2 separate regions of the Mus musculus genome follow, and region 2 is linked to region 1. A link is a contact called in public HiChIP or PLAC-seq data. All regions are on one chromosome and are shown on one strand. The core of a region is the stretch at or near the end of the contact, and the rest is flanking DNA. Distances in the headings are between cores, read along the strand shown. Region 1 overlaps Gm4876 (predicted gene 4876). Region 2 overlaps St7 (suppression of tumorigenicity 7).

Evidence for each region. HiChIP or PLAC-seq counts read pairs in DNA pulled down with a chosen protein or histone mark.
Region 2: a FOXA1 HiChIP or PLAC-seq map of pancreatic cancer cells shows a contact between it and region 1. The contact joins two enhancer-like sites. A contact is called at or near these places in 1 of 484 Hi-C or Micro-C datasets (granulocyte-monocyte progenitors) and 2 of 115 datasets of contacts at active chromatin or transcription factors (large pre-B cells and pancreatic cancer cells).

The regions. Positions count from the first base shown.
Region 1 is chr6:17,116,387-17,121,669 of GRCm38.p6, forward strand. All of the region lies in intron 1 of Gm4876 (predicted gene 4876), which reads right to left. Among named protein-coding and RNA genes, the nearest start is that of Gm4876, 53 kb to the right of the region's middle. Within about 2 kb of position 3,310, at least 28 of the 459 cell types and tissues checked have an H3K27ac peak or open chromatin away from gene starts, as enhancers often do. A contact at or near this core is called in pancreatic cancer cells, where this site is marked.
Region 2 is chr6:17,869,574-17,874,856 of GRCm38.p6, forward strand. The region is part of intron 9 of St7 (suppression of tumorigenicity 7); the gene reads left to right. Among named protein-coding and RNA genes, the nearest start is that of Gm52894, 31 kb to the left of the region's middle. Within about 2 kb of position 2,383, at least 13 of the 459 cell types and tissues checked have an H3K27ac peak or open chromatin away from gene starts, as enhancers often do. A contact at or near this core is called in pancreatic cancer cells, where this site is marked.

The DNA.
Region 1 (5,283 bases), core at 2,060-4,559:
ACAATGAAGCCATTTTGGGTGAACAAGGAAACAGAAAATGTGTGGCTAAAATTTAAATTTTCTATAAAATTTCATAGTTAAAATTTTCTCTAAAAGGTAAGTGTAACAAAGTCATAAATTTTCCCAAATTATAGAGAATTACTAATGTTTCAGAAATATAGAATATCCACATGCCACAAGTTTTCCTCTCATGGCTAAACAATACTCTGAGCATGCACTCTGAATTGTCAACCTTAGATATTTGAGATGGAAATGTGCATGATGCCCATTGGTTTGGGCTGTTACTTAGAGGACAAAAGCCAAACCCTATTCCTTTCCTCATCTGTACAAAATATCCCAAAAGATACCCAAGTAGTGTAGGAGAAGAGACATAAAAAGCAATCTGTTTTCATATGATTATAATGTTGACTCTCTTGAAAAGTTCCTTTCCAGTCAATAGTGTGACATCATCACCGGATATAACTGGTGTAAATGACCAATCAGACAGCCCTCCAATGGCAGGGAGCAAACATCAGGGCTGGGCTTGTTCATTTCCTCGACTGCCAGTGCTCATTGAATTCCAAGGACTGTGATAGTATACTGAACCCATGAGCCTGTGATGCTCATGCTGTGAGAAGTGGTAAGTAGGTTATGAGGGTGAAGCCTTCATCATTCTTATAAAAGAGACTGAAGAGGTCACCTGTCACGGAGAGGGAAGTTGGTTGTCTATGAAGAAGCAAGCCCCATCAGACCCACAGTCTTGATTTGGGGTTTTCAATTACAGAACTGTGAGAAGTGAATTTTCATGTTTTATAAGCCCACCAGTCTATGACATTTTGTTATAGTAGTCCCAATAGATTAAGACAACACATGCATCCTCAGAAGAAAGAAGAGAGAGGAAAGAAGAGAAAAAGAGCTTGGGAGGAAAAGGCCATTGGAAAAGGCCATTGCACTCCTAAGCAAGAATCAGAGTGGCCGGAAGGAAGGAGGCAGCATAGTGGACAAGCCTGAATCCCAGAAGGAAGGAGGCAGCATAGCGGACAAGCCTGAATCCCAGTCATGCAAACGGAACCATGTGTATTCAGTAAGGCCAGGCCTTGGATACCAGCACTGAGGCAGAAAGGTGCATGGATTAAACACATTGGTGATTTACTCCAAGTCACATTATGGAAATCAATAAAAAAAAATCAATGAAAATCACATTAAGGAAAGAAAAGAACTTTCCTTTGGAATCACCTAACTAAGTGATTTGAATTCTCTACTTTGCGTTACCTGTGTCTTATGTTTTCTTTCTGTCTGCTATGAGTCTGAATCTGTACTTGCCTGAGAATACTCTCCTGTGAATCTTTCGGTTGCGTCTATGTGTCTGTCGCTGTGTCTGTCTCTTTGTGTGTCTGTGCCCATCAATGGTTCTCTATTGAACAGTATAGAAATGTCACATGGTATAAAGGAATGGCACCCTTTCAGAAATGTTTAACAGAATTTCACTGGAGGTTAAGTCACTGGTTTCAACTGACCCAGAAAACAAGCAGCATCACAAATATCATCATTTATCAACTAGTATCTACATGTTGCATTCAACATTTACAGTGGATATTCATTTTTAGAAGATTGCTCTCAACCTCTGTATCTGCTGCCTTTAGCAAATGACACACATGCATTTTTCTGGGCCAGGGGCATGGAAGACCATGTAATTTAAGATTACATTTATAGTATAGCTTAGGTTTTAAATGTTGATTACATAGGAAATCCAAAGCAAATGAGGCTGGTTGCTACATTGTTTTCTTAAAGTCAGGTTAAGCAAGCAAGTTGAATGTACAGGAGGCTATCAGTCTTAAGTGACCTCAATGGGTATTATTAATTCTGACTGTGAGACCCAGCAAAGCTTCCAGTCTCTTAGAATGTGAGCTATTTCATAATATTGTATCACCACACAGAAGTACTCAGATCTCTATGTTCCTGGTCTAGATAGAGTCTTCCAGGTCAGCTAGGGCTATACATGAGAATCTGGTTCAAAATAAAAAAGTGACAATTTTGGTGGAAGCTGTATGAAACATTTAATTGCTTAATATTTTGCAGTTTTTTCTACATATTTCACATTTCATTTAAAAAGAACTTAAAAGTACCTGAATAACCCCACTGTCACTTGTTATTTTAAAGATATTTGTTTGTTTATTTATGTGTATATGTATTTGTGCCAATATGAGATGTGAACTACATACATGTAAGTGTCTGTGGAAGGCAGAAGGCATCAGATCTCCTAGACTTATCTATGCCTGGGAGCCATCTGATATGGGTTCTGGGAACCTGTCCTTTACAAGACAAAAGTGCTCTGAAATGGGGTGCCATCTCTCCAGCCCTAAGATTTGTCTTTAAAAAAATCAAAGTCAACAAATAAAAAACGTGTTGATTCTGCCATTTCCAGATGCAGGGCTCATTTTGAACCAAAATCCATAGACTCGGGGCACAAATACAAGGGAGGAAAATTAGCTATGTCTGGGATGTGTTTCTTCAGAATGCCATGTTGCTATATTGAGGCAGGGCAAGCTGGGAAAGTGTGAGTAAGTTTATGAAAACAGAGCATTGGAGTCTGAAACTTTTTCAGACATCTTTACATTGATAATCTGGACTTGCTAATGGTTTTAATTAGCCAATATCTCTACATTCAAACTACAGCAAAGTTCCAGCCTTAGTGGAGGCTTCATTGAACATATGTTTTTACTATAGTTTTTTTTTTTAATGAGCGAGCCACTCCTGAAAAGAACCCTGACACAATGACACATATTTGTTTATATAAAATATTCAGATATATTAAGTAACTTGTCCTCAATGCAGTGCTTAGTAGGATTCAGTCACTACAACCTGCTGTGTAAGACATGAATGGGAATGAAGGGGAGGTGGTCTATGGCCTCAAACACCAACTGAAAATGATAACATGTTAGGTTAGTATTTAAAGTTGCTTGAGAAAATCAACCTTGTCTTCTAAACTTTCCTAAACTTCATGTTTGACATGAATTTGTATTCCAGGAGCTGGTTTGCATACAAGTTTGATTAAGATAAACAACACTACAGTGAAAACACTTGCTTTAATATAGACTGCCCTTTTGCCTAAAACTAATTTCATTAGAAAAAGGGAGAACACTAATACCAAAATAGATTACATTAGCTAGGCTAAGCAAATGTCGGGGTTTCCAAACCTCTGGGTATAAAAATGAACAGTCTCAAAGTGTTTTGTTGAAATAAATATTATCTCAATCTTGTGTACATAGGCAGTTTCCCTTTTTTTCCAAGGCCAAATGGTGGATATTTTAGCATGACTCATTTGTTGCAAAATGCCAGAGATACCTTCCCACCAGTCAGTGACTCACACTAACATGTAAACATCTCATGCACAATTTATTTCCACTTCTTGGAGCAATTATTGGAATTAAGCGGAGCAGCAGTTGCTCTACTGTCCTTACTGAATTTAGATGCTGATCAAATAATATCAAGATGAGTATCTGGCCATGCTGCCTGGGTTTGAAAACAACTGCCTCTTTTGAAAAGTTCTTGGATGAGGTCCTAGTCCTTTTCGTGTCTTCCGTGTCCATTTTTAAAGTGGAGCAATGAAAGCAAGCATCGTGAGAGTGGCCACGTGCTGGGGCTTGTGCATTATGAAGAGCAAAACTAACCCCATCTACCAGGTAAACAGCACCATGGGAGCTGGGCCACTCCAGGGCCCAGAGACCAATCAGATGCCACTTATATCTGAAAGGTCAGGCTTGGAACTTCTCAACCACAGCCTTGACAGGGTTTCTTGGAGGGGAGAGCTCTACCAGCACTGTTCACAAATAGAAGTTCTAGAACAGATGTCCTCGGGGCCCCTGCTGTGATCACTGTCAGTTTTGCAGTCAAGCTGCATGTCTGGAAGTGAGTGTGGAACACTGCTTGTTTTCCACTTAAACATTATTGTGGTCTGGCCCAGAAGGAAGAAGTCTTTCTTTCTCATCTCCTGATCTGTTTCAAGACTACTGGAGTCTACATGCCAGCCAGTGCTGTAGCCCATTATTTTTCTTTGTAAAAAGTTTCAATAACTTATGACCACAGGCCTTCTTCTGAAAAGTCCTCATCCTGGTTCCTCGAAAGTGTAATCTGAGGTCAAGAACATCCATGTTATCTATGGATGTGGCATTCTGTGTAGACTCATGCACACAGCCACCAAGACCACATTCAACCCATAGAGCAGAAAATTAGAGACTGTAGAGCATGTTTAAAATGTTCAGTATGTATGTACTTTGCTAAAAGCTTTGAGGAAGTGTCATCTCCCATCATAGCCTCTTCTGAGCAGTTCTAACAGAACAGAGTTTACCTAGGAAGCAGTAGATATCAGAAAACAAGATAATTTAAGGCTACCCCAGCATGATCTTGGAAGACCATCCTCTTAGATGGCCAATATGATCTCTCTGCACCAAATAAAATATGTATGCCTAGCTTTTACATCGTCAAACTTTTACATATGATAATAGGAGATAAAGGCTTCAGGGCATGTTCAAAAAGGTTAAATTACAGAGACAAAGAGCCAGCAATAGAGTAGTGGCTCATTGGGCTTAAAGGAAGGAGCTATAGGGGGCCAACAGTCACGTCCGTGGACAACAGGAAATTTCTGAAAACACTTGTTGATCCTCAAAAAGAACTGTGTTAGAGTTCTCAGAGAATCAATAAAATTGTAGCTTGAGGCTCAGTGGTAGAAAAAGGAGAGACAGGCTGTGGGGACACAGAGAGAGATCAGATGTTAATTTGGCATATGTCTGTGAACCTCCATACATACCATCCTTGTTCTACTTTCTTAAACTTAATAAGCATTCTGATTATATAGAATTACTTCAGTGTACCAGAACTGTGTTACTGTTTTTTCTTTTATGTGTATATATATATTTTCTTGGATTTGAACTTCTTGAACTTTTTTTGTACAATACTGTTCTGCTTAAAACTTTGCTTTCTTGGCTTCCTAATGCCATTCTATTATTGTATGCCTTAGTATTTTAAAATAGTATTTTACAAATAAGAACATATAAAACACTATCATGAAATTATCTCCTTCTAGACTGAGTTCTTCATTTCATTTTGTTTGCCACAGTTCTCACTATATGGGTGATGGGTCTGTTGCACATTCAACTCTTACAGGCTTCTGTGGGTCTGTACATGTTGGCATTAAGCCTTAACAAAACCATCCAAGAGTACCTTGTCACTCCACACCTTTCCCTGGGAAATGTTGGTGAATGTTGTCACTTGGGGAACTGCTACGTTGACTATGCATTGGGTCTG
Region 2 (5,283 bases), core at 1,133-3,632, 750 kb after region 1:
TTCTGTCTCTGACCAATAACACAGAAGTCAAAAGAAAACTATGTTATGGATGGCAGTAAGGATAGGGCCCAGTGGACCAAAATGGGAGGAATGAACAGTCTTCCTTATGCCCCATTTTGGTGAGCAGCAGTCCTTGGATCACAAACATGGAAGGGACAATTCTGTGCTGACTACTCTCCCGGGTGCTGTTTGTTTCCAAACGTGTGAAGAAGGGAATAGTGTCCTGGACGTCTCTCCCTGCAACACCCACTCATTTCCTTGTTTATGCAGATGCTGCGCAGGCCTTCACCTCTACCTACTGGGCACTTGAAGAGGCAAATGCCTGGAGAAGCCTGAAACAGGTTTCAGGGGCATAGACAATGTGTCTTGATTTTGTGCACAGGGTGCTCTATTCTCCACAGAGTGATAGATGCTAACCTAGGTTGCACTTGGGCCAGTGCTCATGTTCTCAAATGTACAGAACTGTATAAAGTATGTCTCTGGGGAACAAAACAACAAAAAAAATTGTATATCACTGAATCCTAGTAAAACAATGCCTAATATACATAACACTAAATAACCTTTTTTCAAGAAAAATTTTTTACTACATTTCTGTGTGTGTGTGTGTGTGTGTGTGTGTGTGTGTGTGTGTGCGCACACACACACATGCTTATGCATGCACATATACAAATGTGGTGGTCAGAGAACAAGTTGCTAGAGTCAGTTTTCTCCTTCTACACTATGAGTCCCAGGATTCAATTCAGGTTGTCAGACTTGACAATAAGCATGGCTACCCTCTGAACCATCTCACTGGCTTTCTCGACTATTCTACAAAATAGTTGCTAAATAGATTTGATAACAACAACAAAGATTATGGTCAAGGAAATATGAGATGTTCACAGGTTCTTAGCCCAGCCACAAGGTGGCTATCTAGAAGTATAACAGTTTCCTGGTAAAGCAGGTGTTCCTGACAGCTCATGTCAAGTCTGACTTGCCTACTATAGTTCTAGATGGAGATTTCAAGAAGTTAAGTGGATACGCTCCTCAACAGGCAAGGAGCTTGGGAGTTGTATTAGGTAGTTCTGCATTGCTGGGACAATATTAGCTTAAGGAACAAGTAAAGAATTCTCTGTGGCCATGGCCCCAGACGATTTCAGACCATCATGACAGTGAAGGCGTGGGAGAGTTCATGGAGGTGTTCGTAATGGTAAGATCCTGTGGAGGAAGCCCCTCACTATAGAGGACCAGGAAGCACAAATGGGACCCGAACCAGGGGTCAAGTTAAATACCCTTCAAAGGTCCACTCCTTAGGAGTCCATGTAGGAAATTGGAAAGAGACTTAACAAGAGAGTAATGGTGTAACTGAGGTGCGGTGTACTTTGGTCTGAGCAATTGCATATTTTAACTTTAGTCCAAACCTGACTAGACAGGCTTTGATTAGTCTTTTACAAAGGACATTCACATGGACTGGAATTATGTACATTGAGGGTAATTTGAGGTCAGAAGTGGACTATGCACAGAGAAATGAAAACCTTCAGTGTGTGAACATCTGTTAGCTAGTATAAAGCATACAAAAGGAAGATGTCCTGGTCAGTTCTGTATCAGCTTGATAAAGTCTAGAGGCATTTGCAAAGAGGGCAATTTTGGATGAGAATATTCTTCTGTCAGATTGCCTGTAGGCAAGGCTGTAGTGCACTTTTTTGATTAGTGATTGGTGTTGGAGGGCACAGCTCACTGTGGCAATGCTCTTCCTGGGCAGTCCATCGGGGGTTATATAATAAAGCTGGCTGGGTGTGGAATGGGGAGCAGGACCAGTAAGCTACATTCCTCAATGGCTCCTGCTTCACTCGCTGTCTCTTAGTTCTTGGCTTGGCTCCTGCCCCATTTTACCTTCATGATGGATTGTGATTCAAACATGTAAGCTGAAACGAATCCCTTATTCTCCAAGTTGCTTTTGATGAAGTTGTTTAATGACATCAATAGAAACCGTAATTATAACAAAAGGTATCAACAGGTATTATGGCATACTTATAAGGAACAGGTACCACCACCCAACAGCTAAGTAGAAATCTCCTTGGATGCACTGTGGAGAAATAAAGCCAGCTCTACACTTGCCCTACTAAGTCACAGTTGTGGGAGAAATTCGCTGCAGATGAGTCAATAAACCCAGACTAGTGGTTAACTCATCACGCATCAGATGTGGATGCGTGTGGGGATGTAAAAGCGTGGACACGGGTCCCAGCAAGGTTAACTGGAAATATCAGGGGAGGAAAGAGAGTTGTAGAAGGTGAACTGATTGCAGAGCGGCGTGTAGATGACTGTCACAGCATGGAATATAGCTCTGCATACCATGTGCTGTGGTAAAAGAACCTTCCATTGTAGTTACTTTCCATACTACCTTTTGAAGTGGCTGCCAGAGTATTTGTAAACTCTGACCCAGGTAAGCAAGAGTTAATCTCCTGAGTCATGCTATTTACTGTTGCCCATATGAATGTGGAAGACTGCCAAAAATAGTGATTGCGGTTTTTGGCATGAAAAGCTCTTTCTGACAGAAATTTTTGGTCATTATGTTTAGCTGTTTATTGAGGCCACTCTTGGAACAGGAGACCTATACCATGCCATCACAGAAGGAAAGATACACAAGGTCCTCTTTTACTTGGGCTTGCTTCCAGGTCATTCAAAATATGCACTGAATATCCCAGGCTTATTCTTTATCTCAGGGTGAGGCCACACCAGATCCTAAGCTGTTCAAGATGATATAGAAACATTCTACTCCAAGACTTACCTGGAAGTTTGAGAAAGGTGGCACTCCTTGAGACTCCAGAAAGTAGAGTTTACTATCCAGTCCATCGTTGGGAGAGTTCTCTTGTAGTAACAGAATGGTGGTGCTGTCAGAGCTTTGACTTTGGGAAGGAGAGCTCTTAGATATTGTACAGTAAGTAAAAAATTCTCACTGATGGAAGAAGAGAACATGGGTGATTCTGGTTCTACGTGAGGAGCAAGCACAAGGGGACATTCTATTCTGAAAGTATTTTTCTTAGGACTCTGAATACACAGCTTATACTGATTGCTGAAAATTTTAATGTTCAGACAATGTTCCTTGTCTGGAACGAACAGAGCATCATTTTTACAGGAAGCAGATAATTATGTAAGTAACCCTTTAACCCTTTGGGCTGGTGAGATAGAACATTTACTAGAAGACCATGGTCATGCCTGCAACTGGCGCTGTATGTGGATATGCATCCCTCCAGTGAAGAATCAGAGCTTTAACCAACATCTGGGCACATCAGGCTTGATCATGTGACTTTTGAATAGGTGTGGCTCCATATTTGCCTTTTAATTAACTGTAACAGTGACATTTCCTTACTAATGTATGTGGAGGCTGCATTCGATAGTCTCTGTGTGAATGGAATACCCCCGTGCTCTGAGGACTCTCTAAGTACTTCATCCTTCCCTTTCTCCAGTCATGCAACGTAGTGTCTTTTCTATTTTCTATTTATGCCTTTATTTGAAACTGATTAAAAATGTCAAACTTGCAGCTCTAACAAAATAATATCTGCTGTTTGAATATAGTACAGGCCAGATTGTCTAAACCTTAATTAGGCTAAGCTTGACTTAACCTCAGTGGGAAGCTGGCTGAGGCGCTATGTTAATTACCTTTGCCTTAAACTATGTAAGAGTTGTCCTACTCAAGGAACAGTACATGGATGCTAAAATAATAAAATGTTTAAATAGATGCAAATTAAACTTGAAAAGTTTAAACTGTTGTTTTCATCCTGTAAGTCAGCTAAGAAATAGCATACAGACTGTGGTTCTAAATTATGTCCACAGAGCATTTCAAATCCATCGAATTAACTCTCCTTCTTTGTCCATTTGAGCTCATAAATGTTAACTTCAGAAGTGCTTCAGATTCTTCCATTGAAATAAACTTGAACTGACAATAGCCAGATGATGTAAAATTGGAACTGAAACTCTATCCATGGCCCATCCCATGTTCTTCCTCATAGGTATTGGAGGACTCATAGGAAAGCTAGTGTTTTCATTCTACAGAAACTGGAATATTTAGGCAAAGTGGGGCATATAAATTTCTTGCTGCCAGGAAAAAGCAATTAGCAGTGAGGGAAAGACAGAGGGAAATAAATAAACAGAACTATGCTAGATAGTGAGTGAATTTAAGGATTTGTTTAGAATGACTTGGCTTATAGAAAATATGCCTCAACATTTATCATATGCTTTCATTCAAGCCTGATGTGGGAACTGTAGCCTTTTCTTTCTTTTTTTTTTAAATATACTTTTAATTTTATTTAGCCTTTTCTTAATAGGCAAATTATGTCACCAAACCCTTTTTGTACTTTATTTCTAAATAAATAAATAGAGATAGAGTATATGCTGTACTGTAAAGCCAATATACCAGATCTAAACAAATAGCATATCAGAAATTCAATATAGCCATGCCAATATTGTATAAGGATGATGGCTTCCTACTTGGCTGGGCTGGTGTATGTGTCCTGTGAACCAGGTGCTGCTCCTCTCCTGCTGATGAAACCGTGAGCTCAGCCCAGAAGTGCCACTGCTTGGGAATGCAAACTCATATGTATGGCTGAAACCAGGAAACCATGCTCTTGATTTCTGTAACATGCCTTCTCTCCAACAATTAGCCCTTTTATTTTGAAGACAATGGGCTATGGGGAATGAGTGGGGCTGTCAATGCAAGTCTGGAAAAGATATAACACTCAAGACACACTCAAAAAAATTTTATTAACTAGTCTTACCTAAGTCTAACCCCAACCTCACCTCTAAGAGTTAAATAGGGAAGGGACTTACCCTGTGGTATGCTTACCTCCAAAATACCTTTCCAGATGAGTTAGTAATGTATGGAGTTCGTCTGTCAGAGGAGTTCGCTCAGTGAACTTACTTTCTCAAAGTGGGAAGTGAGGAATTGGAATTATAGGTTGTGTTCATGGAGGTTACCAGGATCAGGTATTGGACATAATTGTAAAAACTTGGAGTATAGACTATATAGGATCCAATTGTTTCAGGAGGAAGTATTTATTCAGATACTACTACTACTACTACTACTACTACTACTACTACTACTACTTCTTCTTCTTCTTCTTCTTCTTCTTCTTCTTCTTCTTCTTCTTCTTCTTCTTCTTCTTTTTGGCAGCATCTCACTTTGTAGACTAGGCTGGCCTTTACATCACAAAGATCTACCTGCCTCTGCATAAGGGACTGGTGTCTGTGCCACTACCCTGAACTGAGGCCCCCTCTTGACAGACTAGCAACACGTTAAGGAGCTGCCGG